Linked DNA regions of Mus musculus: regions 1, 2, 4, 5, 6 and 7 are each linked to region 3. Evidence: chromatin contacts called from public Hi-C, HiCAR-type, HiChIP or PLAC-seq and promoter capture Hi-C data. All regions are on one chromosome and are shown on one strand. The core of a region is the stretch at or near the end of the contact, and the rest is flanking DNA. Distances in the headings are between cores, read along the strand shown. Region 1 overlaps App (amyloid beta (A4) precursor protein). Region 2 has its middle 110 kb from the start of Gm32461. Region 3 holds the start of Adamts1 (a disintegrin-like and metallopeptidase (reprolysin type) with thrombospondin type 1 motif, 1). Region 4 has its middle 230 kb from the start of Gm32461. Region 5 has its middle 180 kb from the start of Gm32461. Region 6 overlaps Gm32461 (predicted gene, 32461). Region 7 holds the start of Atp5j (ATP synthase, H+ transporting, mitochondrial F0 complex, subunit F).

Region 1 (3,284 bases), core at 709-3,208, 850 kb after region 3:
CGAACAGGAGGGTGACTGAATGCTCTCACTTTGGGGAGTTAATCTGTAGAGAGAAGGCATTTTAGCTTGCAAGCCTGTCGCCAATTAAATCGAGGTGACCTCATTTGTTGACAGCAGAGCAGATCACAGCAAACAGGAGGAGATGGGAAAAACACCTGTGTGTTTCTCCCAAGGGGCAGTGATGCTGAGCAGTGTTCTCTGAGTGCTAGCTCCTGGGTAGGCCTTGGTATAAGAGGAAAACACCCAGGCCCTTACTGGAGTGACCTGGAGACTGGACTGCAGGCAACTCTCACAGGAGGGAAGATGCGAGCAGCTCCCATCTGGATCCCACCTCGTGCAGATGGGAGGAGTCAGGGCGGATGAGCAGAAGGAAATGTCCCAGGACCTAAGGGCAGGGCAGCTCCTATTCCCACTGCCTTTGACTGTGTCCTGAAGTCTGTCCTGAAGTCTGTCTCGTGCCCAGCCTAAAAAGGACTAACTAGTTCTCTGAAGTGGGGTCACACCCAATGGCCATGAAGGAATTCATCTCTACAAGGCTCTCCACCTGAATTACTCCTTAGGTGGGACTAGGCGTGATCTGTGTGTATCATATGATCTATGTGTATCATACCACATGTCTGTCCATCACCTGGTAGGTAGGGCAGCACTGGCACCATGCATATCTGCCCCCCCCTTGTTGTTTTAGGAGCCACCATAACAGTAAGACAGTTGTGCAGGGTCTGAACTGTGCCACACTGGCAGTAGGCGGGGTGGGGGCAGGGGACAGAGACAAAGAGAAAGCTGGGGAATTGCCAGACATCATTTGACAGTGCTCAGCAATGGGAACTAGAGACCTCTGAAAAATGAGGCTGCAAGCTCCATTCAGTCCAGGACAGAATAAGAAATATCCCTGTGAAATGAATCCCATAGAACACACCTTAACTTTTCTGTGGGAAACATGGTTTATGCTATGTGCATACGGACAGAGTCCTCTCGTCTTCCAACGCGGCTTTACAGAGGCTTGGAGCTCATATTAATCCAGCAGACTCAAGCAAGCACCTCCTCTTCTCCTCACTGGGAGAGGTAGGACAAATATAGAAACAAGAAAAGCCATTAGCTACTGTAGAGAGATGTGTGCCCCGCACAGTCTGCAGAGACTAACACCTGCCCGGCTCTCCGTGACAATGGCTGAGGCAGATTATGTTTACCGTGCCGACCTGATCTTACAGCTGAAGCCTGCTGTAGAGCTCTGGCCTGGCGGAAATGAGGCCTGAATGCAACCCCCAGGACTACAAATCCTGTATGTGTAGGATGAATGGGTAGGTGGGTGGATGGATGGATGAGTGGATGGAAGGATGGATCGACAGACAGACAGATATGTATGTATGTATGTATGTATGTATGTATGTATGTATGTATAATTAGGATAGTGTGTCTATACAGTTTCCCTTTTTGTGTCAAGTAATACCCCCCTTTTTTCAAATTTTTATTAGATAATTTTTTCATTTACACTTCAAATGCTATCCCAAAAGTCCCCTATACCCTACCCCTGGTAATACACCTTTTATATACATACACTCACACACACACAGACACACACATACATCCATATATGTTACCTTTATTTATACCCCTTTTATATGTGTATGTGTGTATATATATACATATATATATATATATATATGTATATATATAATAAAAGACATATACATACATGTGTGTGTGTGTGTGTATCTTTTATTTAATAGGCTCTCAAAACTCTCATTAACATTTCTACAGAGATAAATGTACTTCGAAATGGCAGCAGATACCTGGGGCCCCACAAAGCGGAGTGTTATATTCTGCACAGATCTAAGCGTCACTCACAGTCATTCACAGTGCGGCTTTGTGAGATGTTCTTTCTCCTTCACCATCCCACAAACTCCAGTGCTGGCTGTTTCAGCCAATGTGCCCTGTGCAGACCCGAGTACTCGCCTCAAGAATTTCAGCACCACCTAGTGGCCAGATGCAGCATCGGCGTAAGCCATTGGCTCTGCCACGTGGTGTCAGAAGTTGGGGCTAAAGCTGATAAATCACGGTTGTTAAGTACTTTGGGGGCAAAGAAAAGAACTGCACACCGTGTCCTGTTACTGCCTACGAGTACTGTGCTCCTTTAAAGTCCTCGGTCTATTTTAAACCCGGATCTCTGTACCTGCTTTCTAGGTCGACGCCGCCGTGACCCCAGAGGAGCGCCATCTCTCCAAGATGCAGCAGAACGGATATGAGAATCCAACTTACAAGTTCTTTGAGCAAATGCAGAACTAAGCCCCACCCGCGCCACAGCAGCGGCCTCTGAACTTGGACAGCGAAACCATTGCTTCACTACCCATCGGTGTTCATTTATAAAATAACGTGGAAAGAAACAAACCCTTCCGTTTATTTACTCACCCTCGGCTTTTGACAGCTGTGCTGTAACACAAGTAGATGCCTGAACTTGAATTAATATACAAATCAGTAATGTATTCTCGCTTTCTCTCTTTACATTCTGGTCTCTACATTACATGATTCATGGGTTTTGTGTACTGTAAAAAAAAAAATTAGCTGTATCAAACTAGTGCATGAATAGATTCTCTCCTAATTATTTATCACATACATAGCCCCTTAGCCCGTTGTATATTATTCTTGTGGTTTGTGGCCCGGAAAAAACTCCTACTTGAAATATGCTTTAAAAATCGATGGGGGATGCTTCTTGTGAACGTGGGCGTCTAGCTGCTTCTCCTACGTATTCTTTTCCTGATCACTATGCATTTTGAACATTTTTTTAAGTATTCCAAATGACTTAGAAAATTCTTTTTCCATGACTGCATCTTACTGTACAGATTGCTGCTTCTGCTCTCTTTGTGATATAGGAATAAGAGGATACACATTGATTTCTTTGTGCCTGTTTTATGTGCACACATTAGGCATTGAGAATTTGAACATTTTTTTTGTCCATGTATCTTTGGATCTTTGATAAAAAAAAATTAAAAAAAAATTATCCCTGTTCATCATAAGCACTTTTACGGGTGGGGGGAGGGAGTGTTCTGCTGGTCTCCAATTACCAAGAATTCTCCAAAAATTAATTTTCTGCAGGATGATTGTACAGAATCATTGCTTATGCCATGATAGCTTTCTACACTGTATTACATAAATAAATTAAATAAAATAACTCCAGGCAAGACGTTTCTTTGAAGGGTGATTGTGTGGGAGGGAAAAGGCAAGATCCCTGCATTTATCAACCCAAGGCGCTTCGTTTAATAATACTGACAGAGAATGAAAAGCCAGGA
Region 2 (3,430 bases), core at 291-2,790, 890 kb before region 3:
ATTATTTTAAAGCTACTCTCACTCTAAAGAATCGAATTGTCCTCTGCTCAGATAAGAAGATATTCTTCAACAAAGCTTGTGCATTGAGAGGGTAGGCATGGAGCAATAAGAGAAGGGTCTACCACTTATCTAAACATATCAACAGACTTAACCGTGACAATCAATAGGGTGACTGATATCACAACCAGATCACTTACATGTCATCAAGAAGCTCTTTGTATATATGAAATACAAATCACTTCCCTATACTCTTCAAACATTTTTTACTATCATTTTATACCAATAAAGATATTCATATGATGGATAAAATATATCTGCAAAAACCACACAAAAACTAATTATTAATATGTAGAAAATATAGCTGTACTTATAACTTTAAATAAATAACATTTTAACCCAGCTTAAAAATTCAGGCATAATTATAAACAATAATCTTTCTTGTTAAAAGTTCGAGAACACCAAGCTGACAAAATCACTGAAGAGGTGTTACGATAGTTTAATGACTCTACTTGCAACTAATTGGGTCAAAGCCTTATTTTTTTAATAGGCCAAGTTTGGAATGTCAACCATGAGATCGTTGTATTTCTCTGCCCTTAGGACAGATAAAGTAAAACAACCAAGAAAAGCAAAAGCAAGTCTGCAGGAAGTCAAGAGATTAGCAACACCAAGTGAGTTATTCTTGATATAGAAGGTTTGCATCTCCTGTTGCTCTCTTGTTTGCATCCATTCTGTGTCTTGAATTTGTTGCATACCAATATCATGTGTGTATCCTCAATATTTTCCTAGCTTTAGAAGTCTGTATTGCATACTAACAAAAGCTTTGATTATTGGGGCAGGGGTAGTCATAATCCCTTAATTGTGTGTCTGTATGTGTTTTGTCTATGTAGTATGTTTGAACAAGGTTTCCTAAATATTGCTTTTGGTGTTGGGGTACAAGTTTAGGGGATACATATATATATATATATATATATATAGTATATTACTTATATAAAGGATATATATGTGTATATATATAGTATATTACTTAGTTATGTCTTATAAAATCTTAAAAGTAAGGGTTTTTAAAATACCTCTTTGTTATTTTTGTCCCAACTCTTGGTTAGCAATTCTCAAGGCTGTCTCACCTTTCAATTAGATCCTGTTTTCTTTTGAATAGATAGTGTGCTATAGATAAGCTATAAATTCCATTATTGCACACTAAATACATTTAAAAGGCATAGTAAGAACTAGCCATTTCAAGAACTATTATTTATCCTAATTGTTCCCATCTGAGTTTGGAAAGGATCCTGGCCTGAAAGTCTTCAACAACTTGCCAAAAGCCTGTCAGCTTTGATAACTCGCACTGCTCTGAACTTGGCTCAGAAGGGTCAGTTTCAGAGTGAACACTAAGCTCCCCACGATATCCAAGCTTGCTTAAAAATGCAGAAACACTGCCAGCTGACTTGCAAGCCACTAGATTTTCGACCTTAAGAGGCTCATGTTTTCTTGGAACCAGGGATGGGCTGGTAAGCAAAAGGAAGCCATTCCCATGTGGAACTACAGAGCAGATGGAGTGGCCCTGTGTGCTGGGGACCATCTGTTTTTGTTAGAACATGGTTTATGCATTGGCCTAATGATTTAGAATGAACCTAGGGATACAACAAAGCCCTAAATTAAGCTTATTTGATTAAATAACTGAATGCATCTATGCACTTTATTTAATTATTTTATGTTACATTAATCTTTGTTACATATAGTTTTTTTTTTTCACTTACGAATTATGTAAACATTGTTGGTGTCTTTATTACCAGGGTTATAGTCAATTGGTTTTTTTTTTTAAGGGTATAATTTGTGCTATTAAATTGTAAACATCATGAAGCAAAGAATGAAATATTTGCCTCTTCGTGGTTACAGTTACTTTGTTTAATAAAAGCCTAGAGGCTTAAGAGAGGACATTACCACATATTTGTGTCATGAATGAATAAATGCGGAAATAATAAAATGAATGAAGAAGATGGACGATGTATTTAAAAATGTTCCTTTTTTTTTCCTGGTCTCATAAACTTTCTCATTGGTGACATTTTAAAGATCTTTTTGATAGGTAAATTATATTTTGTAATGTTCCTTTGAAGTTTGTTCTTTGTTATCTTATTTATGATTGTATGTACTTTCTTCCCATGTATACCATAGTTAAAATCTGACTTATACCTCTATGATCACTATTCCTAGTTGTTAACTTGACCCCATCTAGAATGAACTACAATCCAGAAATGTAGGGCACACCTGTATTGCAGATCTTGAGGCTTGTGATCTGGATCTTGACATAGTAACTACGAAAACCTTAGGCCCTGGCAAGGTGGGTATACACATTTAATGACAGGAGACAGAGGCGAGCAGATCTCTGAGTTCAAGAAGAGCACGAGACAGAGCAAATTCCAAGTAAAGAATAGCTTAAGTTCAGACATGGTGGTACACACCTTTAATCTGGGCCATATGCTCTGGTAGAGGCCTACATAATGAAGGCTTCCTTTTCCACTGCCTGTTTGTGTTTACTTCCCAGCACATCTGTTGGAACCTACTTCTTCAGGATTCCTGTTCGTACAGAAGACCAGCTGAAACACCTAGCCTTGTGGGAGTGAGCAATTACTAGATTCTTGGATTTCCATTCAAAGTGCCCACTAATGGGTTAGTTAAGACTCCAGACTGTAAGTCATTCCAATAATTTCCTTTAATATAACGAGATATTCCATAAGTTCTGTAACTCTAGAAATCCCTGACTAATACAACATTAGAACTCCTTATAAATCATTTATCTTCATTCATTTAGAGAAGGCAACCCCTTTATTGAGTCTGACTAATACCAAGTGTCATCAGTGATGTTGTATAACTCTCGTCTTCCTGTCACCTCTGTTGTATACTTCTATGAAGCCAGTTATAACAAGAAATTCTGATGACTACCATCCTGTATGGAAGTCCAGCCTTCCCAGATGAAATATAAGAGAAAATATGCATGACTATGTCAGTCTGGAGATAAGTAAACCTCTGGTTCACTTACATGGTGAAGAGAAAGACAAAATGATGCTAGGTATGGAATGTTTGACTTACACTCAAAACCGTGGTAATTAAAAATACAACACATAAGTGGATGCTCACAGTCAGCTATTGGATGGATCACAGGGCCCCCAATGGAGGAGCTAGAGAAAGTACCCAAGGAGCTAAAGGGATCTGCAACCCTATAGGTAGAACAACATTATGAACTAACCAGTACCCCGGAGCTCTTGACTCTAGCTGCATATGTATCAAAAGATGGCCTAGTCGGCCATCACTGGAAATAGAGGCCCATTGGACATGCAAACTTTATATGCCCCAGTACAGGGGAATGCCAGGGCCAAAAGGTGGGAGTGGGTAGGTAGGGGAGTGGGGGGGGGAGCAGGGTATGGGGAACTTTTGG
Region 3 (3,283 bases), core at 683-3,182:
CCGGACACCCCACAAATGAATGGGCTCCGCTCCTAACTGTGGATGTCAGTGAGAGCTGAAGAAGAGCTGAAGAAAGATGAAGAAACAGAAAGGAAGGAAGACGAACAACATCAAAGTTCCCTGGTGGAAGAGCAAGGTTGCTTGATGTGTTTAGTTCAGCTATCAGTGTGATTTTAAGAAACCAAAATTTGAGAGCGGACTCCTCGGATGAGTGCAATCACCAGGAAGTTGTTAAGAGCTTGGAGGTTGGAGGTTGGGGTAGTCTTGTTTCTCCCAGTCACTCCTCCTCCTCCTCCTCCTCCTCCTCCTCCTCCTCCTCCTCCTCGTCCTCCTCCTTCTTCTTCTTTTAATTCGATATTCCCTGGTGTGGGAAACAAAGTTTTTGTTTGTTTTCATGAAGACTATCTAGAACCCTGGGAAAGTGTCTGCCAGAAACCTTTGGAAGATTGCAAGGGACTGTCTGAGGCCCACAAATTTAGGAAGATCTGGGGAGGAGCAAAGGATTAACCAAGAGCCAACCGGAGCAGCAGTTGGGGGTGGGGCAGCAAGTCGGGAGCCCAGAACTGGGCAGGGCAGGGAGCAAGAGCTAGCTGGTGTGAGCGCGCGGGTCTGCCTGAGGACTTGGGCTGTGGTTCTCAAGCTTGTCCTAATGCCTTTCCGCCAGTGAGAGCATTGTGAACTATTTCCTTCCTCTGGGTCACAGAACCCCTCCCTCTTTCTCAGTTCAGGAGCCTCTCTCGACTTTTTCTTAGGGGCCGGGGTTGGAAGGGCTCAGCTTTTGTGACTTTCGTAACGCGGATGCTGCCTTTCCCTTCCCGGTAGGAAGCGGGGAGGGGGGGGGAGGGGAACTCGGTTTCCTTCCACCCCATCACCCAACCCTCCTTCCCCCCACACCGTTCCCCCCCGCCGCCGCTTTGGACTTGATACTGAAGTGGGGAATCTTAGATGCATCTGTCCGCCTGGCCTGCGGCCTGCAGCAGCTGCTGTTAAGATTTTGGAAGAACGCAGACTAGAAGGGAGTTGCTTCTCCAATGAAGAAGAGAAAGCAGAAATCCCTTTTTTTTTTTTTTTTTTTTTTTTTTTTGTCTCTAGGGAACTAAAGCTGGTTCCAGATAGACTATTCTGGAAAAAGCCAAGATACACACACACACACACACACACACACACACACACACATCGCCCCACCCCCACCCCCCACCCCAGAGGTCTCTAGGTAGGACTTGAGGAAACTGTTAAGGTCGTTCCACGTGGATTTTTAGAATCCAGAGTTGGAGAGGTGCTCTATGAACCACCACCACCACCACCACACACACACACACACACACACTCTCTCTCTCTCTCTCTCTCTCTCTCTCTTCCTCTCTCTTTCTTTTCTCTTCCTGAGAAGCGCAGAATCAACACTTTGCCCAAGAAAAGCTGGGGTAAAGAGAAGGACGCTTTAGCCATGGTGCCCATGGAAACGTAGACGAGACGGAAAAGTAGGGTGCTTTTTAAGAAAAGGCAGCTGTAGCTAATAGCCCACTTTGGGGCAGAAGAGGCTCTGACTAGGGGAGAAAAGGAATGTTGAGGAATCTTTTCAATTCGACCCTCTTTCTTGGAAACTGCAGCCCAGCCGGGGCACAGGAAGGGCGACAGGAAGCAGGGTGGTCCGGGAATCAGCAGCCGAGAGATGAAGTTAAAGGTTCACTCTTTTCCCCAGAGCAGCCAGCGCTGTACAAAGTGCTGGTCCCAGCGCTGTTTCGGCGTCTTACACCCCCAGAGTGACGAGCTGTGGCGTGAGGCCAGGGCGGAGGCTGCCCCCTCCCCCTTCAGGCCCCGAGGCGCAGAGCTCGGTTTAGCACCGACTGAGCTCAGGGGGCGGTGTCGCAGTGTTGGGGGAAGGAGGGGCTCCTATGTGGCTATAAAGGGGCGGCCGGGGCTGCCTGGTCCTTGCACTCGCTAGAAAGCAGCTCCGAGCTAGGTGCTATCGCAAGGCCAGAGCGCACAGCCCGGCGGAGAGAGCAGATCCTTGCTCAGATCGAGTCAAATCGGGGCCAAGGCGGAGGACGAAGAGTCCAGGCTCCTATTCTGGACTTGTTCCCCAGCTCCGGGGGCGCTTCTAGGTCCTGCAGCAGCCAGCAGTGCGGAGCCACCAACTCGGTGCTGGAATGAAAAAATTCCCGCGCGCCAGTGCAGAATCTTTCTAAGTGACCCGGAGCTTCGGGTGCTAGCTCTGCACGAACTTTCCCATCAAAGTGATCGTGAATTTTAAGCATCAGGAGCAGGCCAGCGAAGCTCTACGCGTCTAAACGTCTATCCAGACCAAGAGTTCTCTGCGGTGCAGGGTGCGGTGCCATGCAGCCAAAAGTCCCTTTGGGGTCACGCAAGCAGAAGCCCTGCTCCGACATGGGGGACGTCCAGCGGGCAGCGAGATCTCGGGGCTCTCTGTCCGCACACATGCTGTTGCTGCTCCTCGCTTCCATAACAATGCTGCTATGTGCGCGGGGCGCACACGGGCGCCCCACGGAGGAAGATGAGGAGCTGGTCCTGCCCTCGCTGGAGCGCGCCCCGGGCCACGATTCCACCACCACACGCCTTCGTCTGGACGCCTTTGGCCAGCAGCTACATCTGAAGTTGCAGCCGGACAGCGGTTTCTTGGCGCCTGGCTTCACCCTGCAGACTGTGGGGCGCAGTCCCGGGTCCGAGGCACAACATCTGGACCCCACCGGGGACCTGGCTCACTGCTTCTACTCTGGCACGGTGAACGGTGATCCCGGCTCTGCCGCAGCCCTCAGCCTCTGTGAAGGTGTGCGTGGTGCCTTCTACCTACAAGGAGAGGAGTTCTTCATTCAGCCAGCGCCTGGAGTGGCCACCGAGCGCCTGGCCCCTGCCGTGCCCGAGGAGGAGTCATCCGCACGGCCGCAGTTCCACATCCTGAGGCGAAGGCGGCGGGGCAGTGGCGGCGCCAAGTGCGGCGTCATGGACGACGAGACCCTGCCAACCAGCGACTCGCGACCCGAGAGCCAGAACACCCGGAACCAGTGGCCTGTGCGGGACCCCACGCCTCAGGACGCGGGAAAGCCATCAGGTATAAGAGTGACCCCCATCTCTCAGTCTTTACGAGGCGTGACTTGGGGTCACACTCCAGATCGCCTCTAAATGCGAATGACTCAGACTTGCAGTGAATTGAAGTTCTGGGTCGTGACCTTCCCGCTCCCCCCCCCAAAAAAAGTGTGACCATACTCTGCTAGAACACTTATTTGCCCGAATAGTTAATAATTTGAGAAAGAGAGAAAGAATCGGA
Region 4 (3,515 bases), core at 888-3,387, 780 kb before region 3:
GTACCTGGTTATTACCATTTATGCCAGAATTTTGCCTAACTTAATTTTGTACAGGTCTTAAACCTGTAAACACTGCTGTGAGATCATGTGTGAAGATGCAATGCCATGCCTAGAGTAAAGCACTTTACTGCAGTCCTTTCCATTACTCAGCTTCTACATCCAGCCTTCCCCTTTTCTGCAATGTTTCTTGAACCTTGTTCTAGAAGGAGGTAGGTATATATTTTCCACCTGTAGCTGAGTATTCACAGGCACTTACCCTCCACACTGTGACCAGTTTTGAGGATTAACCACTACCCACTATGAAAGGAAGTTTCTCTGACCATAGATCTCTTCTATAGACATGAACAGAAATATTTAGAAGGCATTTTGACATCACATCAGTAGATTCCCTTGTATGACTAATAACCTTTCTAGCCACAAGTTTTGACTTTATTCATAGTATGAGATATGAAATCTTTCCAGTGGGGCAGTCATCAAACCCAATCAGAATGGAGTTGCTTACATCAGTTTGACTATAGTCTAGTTAATGGCTAAGACTGCTGATGCCTTTTCTTCCTAGGCATAAGAGCTTCATATACAATGAAAGCTACCCAGGAAAGAGAAATGATGGATCACTTCAAGATTGATGTTTCCATAGTTACAGGTAACATCCTGTGACTACAGTGTGCTGTGGCTTCAACAACAGGATGTTACCATCTAATCATGGTGACCAAACAAAAGCAATGGAGGATTGCTAAAATTTTGTATGGCTAATATGTACTAGCATATGACTTAAATTAAGTTGTTAAAATATGGGGGAAGTTACCAGCAGTCTATGGGGATGACTCTAGGTGAGACTCCTAGCATTGTAGGGTATGGGAGTGGCCACATCCTGTAGCAAGTCAGGATCCCCAGTGGAGAGATAAGGACAGCAACCCATCCACAAAACATTAGACCCAAAATCGTTCTTGCCTACAAGAAATGCAGGGACAAAGACAGATCAGAGTCTGAGGGATGACCAACCAATGCCTGGCCCAACTTGAGACCCATGCATTGGCAAAGTCCAAACCCTGACATCATTAATTCTGTTATGCTTGTAGACAGAATCCTAGCATAACTGTCCTATGAGAGGCTCTACCCAACAGCTGACTGAAACAGATGCAGAGACACACAGCCTAACATTGGACAGAGCTTGGCAAATCTTGTGGCAGTGTTGAGAGGAGTTATGAGGGATCGGAAGTGGGTAGGAACTCCACAGAAGAACCAACAGAGTCAACTAATGCAGACACTTGTGTGCTCACAGAGACTCAACCACCAATCAAAGAGCATACAGGCGCTGGACCTACCAATTCCATCCTACCCTATACCCAGATATGTAGCAGATGTGCAGTTCTATCTTATGTGGGTGCCCTAGGAACTGGAGGTGGAGTTGTCCCTATATATGTGACCTGCTTCTAGATCCCAATCCTCTACCTTGGCAGCCTTGTGGGGTCTCAGAGGGAGAGGATGCACCTATTTCTGCAATGACTGACATTTTTGGGTGGGAGTTGATAACCAGAAGAAGATCCTCTTTCTCAGAGGAGAGGGGGATGGGGGTGGGTAGGTAGAGGTATTCTCTGGGGGGAGGGCAGAGAAAGGGGGGCTGCAATTGGGATGCAAAGTAAATAAATAAAATAATGAAAGATGTTGGATTTTTTTTACTACTGTAACTGAAATGACAATTAATACTGCATAGCAAGTATTTCTTGCATTTATTTCTCTTTGTTTTCTCTTTTTTTCAACAATGAGAGTATAGACAATGCCTCATGCATACAGTGCAAGCCCCCGACAGAGAAATACAGCCAAAGTCCTGGGTCTAAATAGATTAAAAGTTGTAAATGGTTTTACACTTTATCCTGGCTAAAAAATATTATTCCATCTTCTCATGACAAACATCCATGTGTATGCACTCCTATGATTGCCTTCAAGGCAGCTATGTTTATAGAAGGTTGAATTTTATACCTAGATAAAACTCTGGTCTAGAAGTAGGCACTAGGCTCAGACATGCCTGGACAAGCTACTTGTTTTGGTTGGTTGCCTTAGCTTCCATGTTCTCCCTTCTCCAAATCTATCTCAAGGCCGAGTAATCCTCTCTTCATGAACTCCAGGAAAGATTACTGCAAAGCTGTACCACTAAATAGAAGTTCAAGTTAATTAGCTTTGAGTTCGTTCTACCCATTGTAGGATGCCTGAAAGCCTTTGCTGCTTTAATTTAAAATCCCTCACAAAAGCAACTGGGACTTTGCCATTTTTTTTTTTAATATCCTCGAACATTCCGATCCTTTAAACTCTGTCCAAAAGCTTTACCCAGCACATGACTCTCGTTAATAGCCTCACTGATGGTTGATGGCATGACTTTCTCCACCGATTACATCAAAATAAATTAGTTGCTCTGTATGTTAAAAAACACATTAAAGCTTAAAAAATTGGAGATTTTTTTCTTTCTGTATCTTTTCACTTGTATGATGATTTATTTTTAATATGACCATGTGACTTCTTCATGCACTTAATAATCGAAGTTCTTCATTATTTTTCAAAGTGCTATTTCCAATATCCGGCTAACTTCAAACAAAATAAGGATCCTGTTTTAGCTTTGTGTAGAATTTTACTCCTTGGAATTTTACTCTTCCCTGTCAATCACTCTGCATATGTGTGTATCAAACATTCAGATTGTTTATAACTTGATAACTGATTTTTCTCAATAACATTCTGGAAGAAACAAGTCTGAGCTATTCTGTGAGTTTCCCATTATGCAATCCTGGTGAATTATTTTTGACAATTAGTGCTTTATTTATTCATTTATTTCACTTCCTAAGCATGGAGAGTTGATGTTTTTGTTACGTTTAATCATGATTTTGCTAATCCATCAGATAGTAACATGTTCAGGAAGATTGGTATAGATAAATGTATACTCACAGTTTTTGAGTGAACTCCAAAACATCTCCCAAATAGTAGCTTATTTATATTGGTTAGACAGTGGTACACTTAGTGTTCTGCTCTGAATATCTGAAATCCTACCTTACTTTAAAATTAAACTTCCATTCAGTGTACGTTCATGTCTACAGGATTATGGTGAATTTCCTATTTCTAATCTACCAACCCCAAATCCTAACTCAATACTGTCACTCTAGAAAAGACACTCCTTTGTGTAATTCTAAAGCAATCTGTTTCAACTGCTATTCCTTTGCTTTCTGTCAGAGAGATTTAGTGTTTGGCACTAACAACTAGTCTATGCTGTGGCATGGCTTGCTGTTTCTATGCTTTTTCTCTTCATATTGCCCTTGTGCCTGATTCCACCTCTTACTTCTACTCTGTATCCTCAGGTGATTGTTTAAATTACACTCAGCTTTGAAAACTGCCCTTTACTAACATAGGAAATCTCTTGGACACTTCCTAGAAGGCCCTTGAATATCTTAGACAAATATCCATGCATGGAAGCTGTTTAGGTTTTTTTTTTTTTTTTTCCCCGCTGAGATTAGATTAGCTGTCTGATACAA
Region 5 (3,548 bases), core at 709-3,208, 820 kb before region 3:
GCTAGTTATATCCACATACGAAATGAAGATTCTGGCATATTTAATAATGCAAGAACTCAAGCAATGTTTCATCCTTCTTCTGCATGGCAGTGAAACTATAGCATAGAAAAATGAAGAAACCATTGTCAAAGAAGTGCAAGGTAGTTATTAAAGCAATGTACTGTGGCTTGAGTCTACATGCTCCCCCTATAGACTCAAGCTGGGAACCTATAGGAGGTAGAATTTGGTTGGGAGAAATTGCTCTCCTGAGGCAAGCCTTTGGGGTTTATAGTCCAATCCCACTTTCCATCTGTCTCTGCTTTCTGTTTTGCCAAGGTATAAGAAAATGTACTCACTGATAAGTGGATATTAGCCCAGAAACTTAGAATACCCAAGATATAAGTTACAATTTGAAAACACGTGAATTTCAAGAAGAACGAAGACCAAAGTGTGGACACTTTGCCCCTTCTTAGAATTGGGAACAAAACACCCATGGAAGGAGTTATAGAGACAAAGTTTGGAGCTGAGACAAAAGGATGGACCATCTAGAGACTGCCATATCCAGGGATCCATCCCATAATCAGCCTCCAAACGCTGACACCATTGCATACACTAGCAAGATTGTGCTGAGCCAAATATAACTGTCTCTTGTGAGACTATGCCGGGGCCTAGCAAACACATAAGTGGATGCTCACAGTCAGCTATTGGATGGATCACAGGGCTCCCAATGGAGGAGCTAGAGAAAGTAGCCAAGGAGCTAAAGGGATCTGCAACCCTATAGGTGGAACAACATTATGAACTAACCAGTACCCGGGAGCTCTTGTCTTTAGCTGCATACGTATCAAAAGATATCTTAGAATACCCAAGATATAAGTTACAATTTGAAAACACGTGAATTTCAAGAAGAACGAAGACCAAAGTGTGGACACTTTGCCCCTTCTTAGAATTGGGAACAAAACATCCATGGAGGAGTTATAGAGACAAAGTTTGGAGCTGAGACAAAAGGAAGTCTAGTCGGCCATCACTGGAAAGAGAGGCCCATTGGACTTGCAGACTTTATATGCCCCAGTACAGGGGAACGCCAGGGCCAAAAAGTGGGAGTGGGTAGGTAGGGGAGTGTGTGGGGGGGTATGGGGGAACTTTTGGGATAGCATTGGAAACGTAAATGAGGAAAATACATAATAAAAACAAATTTAAAAAAAAAGAAAATGAGGAGCAACAGCTTCATAGTCCTGCCATGATGGAGTCACCTGCAGCCATGCCTCCTCAACTCTGATGCACTGCGTCCCTTCAAACACTGAAGTCAAAGTAACTTCTTATTCCTTTAGGTATAGTATAATTGAATATTTGGTGACCATTATGTATAATACAGAGTTAATTGTGTCTATATGCCAGTTACCACAACACAGAGTAGACTGTTGCTTGTAAGTTAACCAAGCCCTCAATCTAAAAATATTATATTAAAAATAACCTCAACTACCAAGGCTTAGATTTGTACTCTGTAAAATTCAACATTTTTTTTGCTGCATTGTCTGTTTCTGTCAGAATATTAGAACTTAATTTTATTGAAAAATAGCTGTTTATAACTTTCATTTATTGCATAAAGTATACAACATTAGTAAAGTTTGTTTAGCATCTTTATGTTTTAGGACAATTCTGGTCTCATCAAAACAAGTATGGCATAATCAGACTAAGGTTCATTGTTTAGAAAGATATTGAAGCAAAGATCCTAATACAATTTATGTGTAGTAAGAATACTACCTACATGCTAAACATTAATTCAATAGGTGTTTTTTTTTTAACTCAAAGATATGAAGTCATTTGTTAGTCATGTTGAAACCCTGTCATTTAGAATCCTAAAATTCATTTTGGCTTAATGGACTTCATATAAGTTAATGTCAACCCAGGATAAACTGCTCACTTCCTAAAAGTTAGTAGAACTATGTTATTCTGTGAAATTTGTATAAATTCCAAAGGTCATCTTGGTGTAGAGGTTTAGTTAAATATCAATGAATTTTATTTGAAGAGGCAGGGGTAAGCTGGAGGTCATTAAAACTTTGAAAGAGTAAAAGTGCCTGGCAAATTCACAAAGTTTAATGGCAACAGTGAAGGGTCCTGAAAGAAATAACATATTCACATCAGGGGTTTATGACCCTCTAAATCATGAGTTACTGGTTATATTTATAGTGCCCAGAATGCTGTTCTTTTTATATGACAGGCCTTAAACTTAACCAGAAAGTGGTTTTGCATCCATAACACTTGTGTGCCACTATTGCTCCCACAGACCATCTTTGCTCTGACAGTTGTTATTGTAGTTCATAGGGTAAACCTGGATACAACTGTTAATGACTGGCTTATATTCTATGATGTCTGTTCATCTACCTGTTCCACTGTAGTGTTTTTTCCCCAAGAGTGTGAACATTATCAAACAGTTTATCTAAACTTCATCTTACGATATCCATATATTATTTCCTATGGTTCTTATGAGAATAAGAATGACTTGTTTTATTAAGATAATAAACAATGTATACTTTCCTTTTTTTTTTCAAATCTCATAGTGAATTCTGATATATAGTAAAGTCTGGTACTGGATAATATATGAGCAAAAAAATTTCTTTGTCATTATATACTTGTGTGCATTGGGCATTTCCAGGTCAGGGGACAGAGAGATTGATTTCTTGTGCAAATATTTCCATTCCAAAGTTGGAGTTTTGTTGCTATATCTTTTAGAAGTGTGAGGTGCAGTCTGGCCTCAGATGGCAGATGGAACATAAGAAGAGTGTTGCACTAAATATTTTTAGAAGATTTCTACCTCATTTTTGATCATTTGACTCACAAATAAAAGACACATAACCTTTAATATATAATAAGCCTTAAAGCACTAGAGCTTGGCAGATACCAGCCCTCTATACTATTTTGTCTACTTCTCTGTCAATAATCCCAAGGTATCACTTGCCGTGTTTCATCTGGAACTCTCCTGCTCCAATAGCCTGCCCCTCATGGCCATGTGCTCACAGTCCATCCACCCCATGGTGCCGTCTTCTTTCCTCCACCTCTCTCTCTCCTCTTGATCTTAGGCTCAGATTTCAAGCTTGAAAACTGAAGCCCTGGCTGCCTGGCTACCCATTTTCTGTCCATAGACAGGCTAAATGAACCTTTATTCAAACAACAGATTTAAATTAAGTAACAGAATTTGCACAACAAAAGCTGACATACAAGAGAATTCACTCATCTTAAAGCAGCTAGACCTTGGGATGCAGAAATTAGTATTATGACCTACAGCAATAGAACAAACTCAAAAAGAAACCTATTCTTCAAGCTATCATTATCAGTATCATCATCATTAGCATTATTATTATTTATAAGATTCTTAATTTTACCCACAAAGGGTATACCATTACTAATCAGTCATTTTTAAAATCTACCTTTTCATAGTACTTCCTTAGTCATTGTACTTTAAGAAATAGATGTTGTAAGATATTCTATAACCCAACTCAGTGATTATTCCATTACTAGAATACAAAGTTTGATTACTAAATTTCTTAAGAAGTATGACATAAATTCCCAAT
Region 6 (3,299 bases), core at 163-2,662, 990 kb before region 3:
GATGATGAGTTTATTTTGATTAGGATTCCAGAGGCTTAGAGTCTCTAATGGAGCAGAAACCATGAAAATTGTTGGTAGGCATGGTTCTTAAAGATGATCTCCAAGGACATACTTCCTACAGCAGTGCTACATCACCTAAAGCTCTCTAAACAGTGCCATCTGCTGTGGATGAACTGTTCAAATTCCTGAGACCATGGGGACCTTTCTCATTCAAACCACATTTTATGAACCCGGACCTCATAGTTTTCAGGCCATATGATGATTAAGAAAGTCCAAATGCTAAAGTCTTCATAGCCTTTCATATTTAAAAATCTGAAGTCCAACGTCTCTTGTGAGACTCAAGGAACTCTCTTAATTAAAAGATTCTTTAAAATGCAAAAGCAAATTACATTCTTCCAACATATAATGGCACAAAACACACACACACACACACACACACACGCACATTGTGTGCGTGTATGGTAGTATATACTATTATATATTCTCTCTCTCTCTCTCTCTCTCTCTCTCTCTCTCTCTCTCTCCACTATTCCTAAAGGAAGGAATACAGCTTTTGGTTTCAGAATCCAGAACAAGGGGCAGAGGTGCATACTTTACATACCAAAACAGACCTGACCTCCATGTTCTCCCAGCATCCTGCAGTCCCTTCTTGGCATACTCTGCCCCCAATCCTGAACTTCCCAGTCCAGAGGCAGGGGTGTCCTTCCCACAGAGGCTCTGCCCTATATCATCCAGACATTTTGACACCCTGCTGTTTCTCTTCTTTCTCTCTCTCTCTCTCTCTCTCTCTCTTTCTCTCTCTCCTCTGCCTAAGTGTGCTGAGTGCATACACTTTCTTTCTCCTCTCAACCCATGGTGACATCCCTGGCCTTATCCTTGGGGCCATTGAACTCACCTACCTGAGAGCCACTCCTCCAAACAACTGCATTTAATATATTCTAACCTGGCTTGAATTGGCTCATTTCACCATCAGAGCATAATGAGAAAATACGGAACCAAATCAAGCTTAAAACCCAGCAGTGAAGACACCAAATCTTGTCAAAGAGCATAGATGGCCTTTACTTTACAGCTTTGTTGTCTGTAACACTGTAACATGTGTCTCTTGGGCTGGTACCATTCCCTGTACCCTGTTCTCCTTGGCTTCTATCCCATGGTTCTGCCATTTTCTATATCTTGGCACCTTTACTGCACCCTAGGCTTCACATTCACAGCTTCATAAATGGTGTTTGTGGTTCTCTAAAGCAACAGAGGAGGATTTAAAAACCCGTTTCCTCAGATCTTTCATGTCTATTAAACTATCATAATTTAAATAGGACTGCCAAATTTGGCTGTCAGCTAGGGGTACACCCTAACCCCCTTGAATCACATTAGCACCAGCTTTCTTGCAGCGTTCCCTGCAAGTGACACAGCCAGCAGAGAAAATGATCCTGGTGAGGTTAAGAAATGAAGCTCTGGTCAGTATGACTTCAGCCCACGCTAGGTCAAAAACTTCTGGAGTCTGACCAACTGGTTTATTTTTCTTAACATTTGAACACAGTTTAAAACTTTAGAGAAAAGTTTCCACTTGAAAATTATCATAGCAAACTTTATGTATGACTACAGTGAATCTCCTTTGCAATCTACACCTTTTTAGCAAAACAATTGTGACATTTACCATAAGAGTTGAGTTTTTATTAACAGAGAGAACAATGTTCAGGGAAGGGCCTAATGAAAAAGAATTTCTAGTAAGCAGAAAGATGGGTTCTATTGACCGAGAATGCCAAATTTATGGCACCTCTTTTTATAATAATGGGTTCCATTGCCCAACAAAGCTCAGGATCAGGGCCTAAACAATGTTCAGGATTTGGGAGGGATTCAGGTGAAGGCTGGCTCCATAAAAGAGCAAAAGATCACCAGGTTGTTAGACAACATCCACTCCAGCCTTCTGGGTATAAAGGTCTCATTTCCTTCCCTAGAAGGAAAAAGTCTCTGTGTTTAATTATTCTGCTTTCTGTAAGCTATGCTCTACACACTTTATCACATAGTTACTCTCTTAAGAGCAGAAAATATCTTTGGCTCTTTTATAAGATAGAAGTTTAGCTGGGTGAGTCTTTGCCTGAGGGTACCTTTCTTTATATTACAGTGAAGCAGAGGAAGGCTCTCCTAATGGAACTAATCTCTATATCTCTTTCAGCAAGTTTTGACTGCAGCATTATGGTTTTTTAATTCATTTTTTAATGTACATTTTTGTATTTATTTCTATTCCACTTGCCATTTTTCAATGTAAGCCTGCACAGGAGTTTTTAATAATAGCCATCACACAGACTCAGTATAATGTTGCTTTAAAAGTTAATATCAAGGGAGTAGAACACAACATCTGTTCCAGTTATCTGTTATCTGAGTAATTGGGACCAGCAGGATCCAGGGATGCAGGAACGACTTCCGACCAGTGGCTCAAGTTCCTTCTGGTTGTGCCAGTCTACCTTGGGCACTAACTTGGTAGAGGCCAGTCCCATAGCCCTAGAGGAGGCTCCATTACCAGGTGCCCTATCATGACCAGGACCTTAGGATACCAGCATCCCAGGATCCCAGGAGCTTGGTCACACCAGGATCTCAGGGTCTCAGAGGCAGCTTGACTCCCAGGAACTCTGATACACCCAGAATCTCAGGATCACAGTCACAGCTAGACTCTGAGGAGTTCTGACTCAACCAGAATTACAGGAAGGAAAGGCTTCAGTCAGATATAACAAGGGCAGGGAGCACTAGAGATAGTCAGATGGCAGGAAGCAAGCATAATAACAGAAGCAACAGAAACCAAGGTTACTTGGCATCATCAGAATCCAATTCTCCCACCATAGCAAGTCCTGGATCCACTATCACACTAGAACAGCAAGATTCGGTTCTGATCTGAAGTCACATCTCATGAGGATGATGGAGGACTTTAAGAAGGACATAAATAACTCCCTTAAATAAATACAGAGAACACAGATAAACAGCTAGAAGCTCTTAAAGAAGAAACATAAAAAACCCTTTTAAAGAATTACAGGAAAACAGGGGAAGGAAATGAACAAAACCATCCAAGATGTAAAAATGGAAAGAGAAACAAAGAAATCACAAAGGGAGACAACCTTGGAGTTAGAAAATCTAGGAAAGAGATCAGGAGTCATAGATGCAAGCATCACCAACAGAGTATAAGATATAGAAGAGAGAGAGTATCAGGGGCAGAAGATACCTTAGAAAACATTGACACAACAGTCAAAGAAAATGCAAAATGCAAAAGGCTCCTAACCAGAAACATCCAGGAAATCCAGGACACAATG
Region 7 (3,789 bases), core at 261-2,760, 970 kb after region 3:
ATGTAAATAAATAAAATAACCAATTAAAAAATGCACTTATTTTGCTAGGCAAGGTAGTGCACACCTTTAATGCCGGCGCTCAGAAAATAGAGGCAGATAGGCCTCTAAACTCTAGGCCGGTCTAATCTACATAGCAAGTTCAAGGTCAGCCAGGCTAGAAAGTGACACCCAACACAAACTTACACGTACCCAGACACCACTTATAAGGTGCGCATGCGCACTTGTGGAGGTCAGAGAGCAGACAGTTCTCTCCTCCTTCCATCTGGATTCCAGAGGCTGAACAGTCTGGCTCGGCAGCAAGTGCCTTTACCTGTCGAACCATCTCACTGGCCTACCTAAGGATTTAGTTTCAAATGACTGTTTGTCATCGTGAAACGATGCGCTGGCACCATTCTCTATGCTGTGGACCCTAAGGGTGGAATCCCCTAAACTCCATCGTTGTGTTCACTGCACTACACCAACCCCCAAAAAAGGTCGGGGGGAGGAGTGGGGGAAGTTGGCAAGGTACAGTAACTTTCACTGACATCTTCGGGAAAGACGCAGAAAGTCATCCTATGCATTAGAACGATTGCACCGATGCGACTCTAGGACAGTTCCAGAAGGGCAATCGGTACTGCTAGTGCGGGGATGGCTGACTCGGGTGACAGACAGGTCTGGCATCTTCCCGAGAGACCCGGGAGCGCCCGGGGCTGTGCGCTCGGCCAGCGCGCCGAGCCTGGACCGCGCCCGTGCGACGGGCGACTCCGCCGCGTCCCGCAACGCGGCCCGGGCCACGCCGCTCCCCGCGCCCCTCCCCTCGGCTTCCCGCACAGCCTCTCCCGCCCCTCCCCACCAGGCTCCCTCAAGTCTCCACGAACGGAAATGGGAGTCGCAGCGCCGGGGACCCAGCGGAAACAAAACACAGAGGCGGCCGCGGGGGGGGACAAGCCCCGGAACCAGGCCGCCCGCGCGGGCCCGCGCTCCCCGCCAGCCCGCGTCCGCAACTCACCAGCTCCGGAATTCGTCCCGTGGCCCTAGCCCGCGCTTCCACAGCCGGCTGGGAACGGCGGCGGCGCGGGCTCCAGGTACAGCGCCTCTCCGGGCGAGCCGCGCCGCTCCCGCGAGTAGCAGGGTAAGGTCCCGGGGCCCTTCCCGTGGAATCGGCGCTAAGGAACCCCAGCCCCTCTCCCGCCTCCCAGGCACCCCCGGGCCTGGAACTACAACTCCCAGCAGGCTGCGCGGCCCGAAACGCCCGCGACGACGGGGCTCACGAGGCACAAACGCCCCCCAGCCGCTTTGGTTTTTTGTTTTGTTTTGGTTTTGGTTTTTACGCGCTCCTTTGTACCCCCACCCTACATCCACCTCCCCAACCCCAAGGATCGGGACGCTGACTCCGAAGGGAGCTTGAACTAGGGGACAGGCCAGAATACGCATGCGTACAGTGCAGTGTCTCCAAGAGGGAAAAGGGGGTGAAGTTAAAGTGTAGGAAAGATGGCGGAGTCTTAGCTGAGGGACCCGGAAGCACTTACCCTCCACTTCCTCCTCCTGTTTGGCTTCTGTCTCACCTAGAGGCGTCCGGTCGCAGACTCCCTTCGAGGCGCTTCCTGTCCGGTGAGCGTCGAACGACTGAAGCCGCGGCCCATAGTGCCTTGCGATGGCGGGTAGGCGTGTGTAGGCGGAGCCAGGGCCGGAAGTAGAACGGTGGCGGCGGCGGTGACTCTGGCAGCTCGGGACTCAGTGCAAGGTGACTGGGAGGGTAACTGGGCTAGCTCGGCCTCCTGGGACTGAGCTTCTGGGTTTCTTCACGAGGAGAGAGGGCTGCCCGTCACCTTTGCCCTGGGAGTAGAGCGCAGCCCCGTGTCCTTGGCACCGTCCTGGCCTGGCCTGGGGTCACAGGTGACCTCGGCCCTGCTGGGTATTCAGATTTGCCTTACGCTCACTAAATAAGACCGTGAATGCTCTCCTGGGAGCAGAGCGGGCCGACTCGAAAAGCAGAAAAGACGGGGTGGTGAGCCTGCAGCCCGCCTGGGGCAGCCCAAGGTCACGGCGCGCCACAGGCTTGTGAATAATGCAGGCGGCGATCGAGCCTCCTAAGACAGGAAAGGGCGATGGTGATATCCTAAAAGTTTTATATCCAATCTAGAAGTCATGCTTTGTCGATTGACTTTATGATTAGATACTCACGAGCAGCAAAGGGACTAGCCTTCGGCTAGGCTGGTCAGTCAACCGCTATAAATAGGAGAGCCGTGCGCCTTCCCAAAGCTACACCTCTGGGTTTGAACTTTGATTACCCCACCCCCACCCCCACCATGCTTTCCCCAATATTGTTACTATCAGACCTCTAACAAGCAGCAAGCTAGTGCAGGATATTAATTCAGTACGGAATTTGTCCCAAATGGTGTTCTACACTTAGGATGCCATTTGTCTTCCGTGTGATCATGAACAGATCGCATTCTCTATTTAATCTGAAAAAGTGAAAGGCAGTGAAGGAGAAACAACAAGTAGTTTTGGTAAGAGAGAATGTGGTCACTGTTAGAACGATTGAGTAGGACTTAGGAGGTGAGTATACATGTATGTTTGGGGTTCAGAGAGTACGCTAAATTAGACGTGGGGATTGGAAATCATTGTTTGGGATGGTGCGTTATTGAAAGTGAAAATGTATTTTCCCTGTCTTGTAGAAGAAATGACCGTCTTGGCAGTTAGATTGGGAGCAGGTTGACTGTGGAATGTTAGGTAAACAACCTTCTTTAGACATATTTTTTTTAATCACCTATAAGCAAGACTGAAAGAAGCACCTTCCCCTAACACTTAGAGAGTATTTCCTAAGTGGACAATATGGAAGTATTTTACAGTATTTTTAGGGCTAAAGAATTCTTGATACCTTACTAATTATGTCTTAAGTGTGTTCCTAGATTTCCAGGATGAATCAAGTGTGGTGTTCTTATTATAAAGTCTTGTCTACTTGCCTGTAGCTCTTTCGCCTGTATAATTCTCTGGTAGAGTATGAATGGCATTGATTTCCTCAAATGTTTTATTTTTATCGGGATCGGTGAATGAAAACTCGTGCTTATTTGATTTTTTTTTCAGCAGTACTAAATGTTATACCAGGTTTGTTGAAGTTGGTACTATTGACACTTTAGATAACTCTTCAAAATGAGAATAGGGAAGATTGCTATCTTTCATGTTGTAGGGAGTATAGCAGTGTGCCCGAACTTTACCCACTATAGGCCACCTTCATTCAACTTATTCAGGACAGCCAAAATTATCTTCAGACAGGAATTGTGCCCTTGTAGCGAAAATTATACACTCTCTCCCTTCACATATGTTTAATAACCATTATGCCAATCAGCTGCCATATAGTTAACGATTCTTGAACTATTAGTGGTACCACTCAAAACCCTCTGTGCATTTCTGTCAGTCCATCCATCCATCTGTCCATCCATCCATCTATCCATCTATGTATCTATGTGTGCATATGTATGTGGACACTTCTGCCTGTGTTTCTCCAATGGCCAGGATCAGCCTCCGCTGTTTATCTTCAGGTTGTGCACATTGCTTTTTGAGACATAATCGGTCCGTATCCAGGATCTTGCCAAAAAGACCAGGTTGCCAAGTGAGCTCCAGAAGGTTGGCCTTTGCCTGCCTCCCCAGTGCCAGCCTCATAAGCTTGATGCCAGTCCTGGCTTTAAAATCAAAACGGAACAAAACAACACTACCCCTCCACCACCATTTTTGTAATTGGTGATGTTACTAAATTCAAGAGAAATAACTGTCAAATTAACGTAAAGATTTTTAAATTCTTGTCCATAC

The links. Promoter capture Hi-C pulls out the DNA fragments that hold promoters and counts their contacts. Hi-C and Micro-C count contacts between places; a contact is called where the count stands out from the background. HiCAR-type assays count read pairs that join an accessible place to other places. HiChIP or PLAC-seq counts read pairs in DNA pulled down with a chosen protein or histone mark.
Region 1: a contact with region 3 is called in a Hi-C map of cerebral cortex, with 2.6 times the contacts expected there. The contact joins the enhancer-like site here to the promoter of Adamts1 in region 3. A contact is called at or near these places in 3 of 39 promoter capture datasets (the 3T3-L1 cell line, embryonic stem cells and hippocampal neurons), 4 of 484 Hi-C or Micro-C datasets (cerebellum, cerebral cortex and cortical neurons) and 6 of 115 datasets of contacts at active chromatin or transcription factors (astrocytes, embryonic forebrain, embryonic limb bud and 2 more).
Region 2: a promoter capture Hi-C map of second pharyngeal arch cranial neural crest shows a contact between it and region 3, with 11 times the contacts expected there. The contact joins the enhancer-like site here to the promoter of Adamts1 in region 3. A contact is called at or near these places in 11 of 39 promoter capture datasets (the 3T3-L1 cell line, the C10 cell line, the SN4741 cell line and 5 more), 6 of 484 Hi-C or Micro-C datasets (the 3T3-L1 cell line, 3T3-L1-derived adipocytes, cerebellar granule neurons and 2 more), 12 of 115 datasets of contacts at active chromatin or transcription factors (astrocytes, craniofacial prominence, embryonic forebrain and 8 more) and 3 of 9 other capture datasets (adipose tissue, embryonic stem cells and liver).
Region 4: a contact with region 3 is called in a HiCAR-type map of astrocytes, with 11 times the contacts expected there. The contact joins the enhancer-like site here to the promoter of Adamts1 in region 3. A contact is called at or near these places in 6 of 39 promoter capture datasets (the 3T3-L1 cell line, liver, maxillary cranial neural crest and 1 more), 6 of 115 datasets of contacts at active chromatin or transcription factors (astrocytes, embryonic limb bud, fibro-adipogenic progenitors and 3 more) and 3 of 9 other capture datasets (adipose tissue, embryonic stem cells and pancreatic islet).
Region 5: a contact with region 3 is called in a promoter capture Hi-C map of liver. The contact joins the enhancer-like site here to the promoter of Adamts1 in region 3. A contact is called at or near these places in 14 of 39 promoter capture datasets (the C10 cell line, the HPC-7 cell line, HPC-7-derived erythroid cells and 8 more), 1 of 15 datasets of contacts at CTCF or cohesin (the NIH/3T3 cell line), 6 of 484 Hi-C or Micro-C datasets (the 3T3-L1 cell line, bladder smooth muscle, embryonic cerebral cortex and 3 more), 16 of 115 datasets of contacts at active chromatin or transcription factors (craniofacial prominence, embryonic basal ganglia, embryonic fibroblasts and 11 more) and 3 of 9 other capture datasets (adipose tissue, embryonic stem cells and pancreatic islet).
Region 6: a contact with region 3 is called in a Hi-C map of uterus, with 5 times the contacts expected there. The contact joins the enhancer-like site here to the promoter of Adamts1 in region 3. A contact is called at or near these places in 6 of 39 promoter capture datasets (3T3-L1-derived adipocytes, cranial neural crest, embryonic stem cells and 2 more), 6 of 484 Hi-C or Micro-C datasets (the AML12 cell line, liver and uterus), 11 of 115 datasets of contacts at active chromatin or transcription factors (bone marrow-derived macrophages, differentiating embryonic stem cells, embryonic forebrain and 8 more) and 2 of 9 other capture datasets (embryonic stem cells and liver).
Region 7: a contact with region 3 is called in an H3K27ac HiChIP or PLAC-seq map of extraembryonic endoderm stem cells, with 3 times the contacts expected there. The contact joins the promoter of Atp5j here to the promoter of Adamts1 in region 3. A contact is called at or near these places in 5 of 39 promoter capture datasets (the 3T3-L1 cell line, frontonasal cranial neural crest, hippocampal neurons and 1 more), 10 of 484 Hi-C or Micro-C datasets (LSK cells, cardiomyocytes, cerebellum and 6 more) and 5 of 115 datasets of contacts at active chromatin or transcription factors (bone marrow-derived macrophages, embryonic limb bud, extraembryonic endoderm stem cells and 2 more).

Annotation. Positions count from the first base shown.
Region 1 is chr16:84,954,330-84,957,613 of GRCm38.p6, reverse strand. It overlaps App (amyloid beta (A4) precursor protein), which reads left to right. Exons shown (of 18, transcript NM_001198823.1): 18 at 2,182-3,178. The coding sequence ends at 2,283. Among named protein-coding and RNA genes, the nearest start is that of Gm10791, 16 kb to the left of the region's middle. Within about 2 kb of position 1,958, at least 34 of the 459 cell types and tissues checked have an H3K27ac peak or open chromatin away from gene starts, as enhancers often do. A contact at or near this core is called in cerebral cortex and hippocampal neurons, where this site is marked.
Region 2 is chr16:86,692,716-86,696,145 of GRCm38.p6, reverse strand. No RefSeq gene overlaps it. Among named protein-coding and RNA genes, the nearest start is that of Gm32461, 110 kb to the left of the region's middle. Within about 2 kb of position 1,540, at least 33 of the 459 cell types and tissues checked have an H3K27ac peak or open chromatin away from gene starts, as enhancers often do. A contact at or near this core is called in adipose tissue, cerebellar granule neurons, craniofacial prominence and 4 more, where this site is marked.
Region 3 is chr16:85,801,762-85,805,044 of GRCm38.p6, reverse strand. Adamts1 (a disintegrin-like and metallopeptidase (reprolysin type) with thrombospondin type 1 motif, 1) reads left to right here and starts at 1,932. Exons shown (of 9, transcript NM_009621.5): 1 at 1,932-3,067. The coding sequence starts at 2,335.
Region 4 is chr16:86,577,148-86,580,662 of GRCm38.p6, reverse strand. No RefSeq gene overlaps it. Among named protein-coding and RNA genes, the nearest start is that of Gm32461, 230 kb to the left of the region's middle. Within about 2 kb of position 2,137, at least 3 of the 459 cell types and tissues checked have an H3K27ac peak or open chromatin away from gene starts, as enhancers often do. A contact at or near this core is called in astrocytes, where this site is marked.
Region 5 is chr16:86,621,396-86,624,943 of GRCm38.p6, reverse strand. No RefSeq gene overlaps it. Among named protein-coding and RNA genes, the nearest start is that of Gm32461, 180 kb to the left of the region's middle. Within about 2 kb of position 1,958, at least 1 of the 459 cell types and tissues checked has an H3K27ac peak or open chromatin away from gene starts, as enhancers often do. A contact at or near this core is called in liver, where this site is marked.
Region 6 is chr16:86,795,439-86,798,737 of GRCm38.p6, reverse strand. The region is part of intron 4 of Gm32461 (predicted gene, 32461); the gene reads left to right. Among named protein-coding and RNA genes, the nearest start is that of Gm32461, 9.4 kb to the left of the region's middle. Within about 2 kb of position 1,412, at least 6 of the 459 cell types and tissues checked have an H3K27ac peak or open chromatin away from gene starts, as enhancers often do. A contact at or near this core is called in uterus, where this site is marked.
Region 7 is chr16:84,832,743-84,836,531 of GRCm38.p6, reverse strand. Atp5j (ATP synthase, H+ transporting, mitochondrial F0 complex, subunit F) reads left to right here and starts at 1,510. Exons shown (of 4, transcript NM_001302214.1): 1 at 1,510-1,723. It overlaps Gabpa (GA repeat binding protein, alpha), which reads right to left and starts at 1,408. Exons shown (of 10, transcript NM_008065.2): 1 at 989-1,408.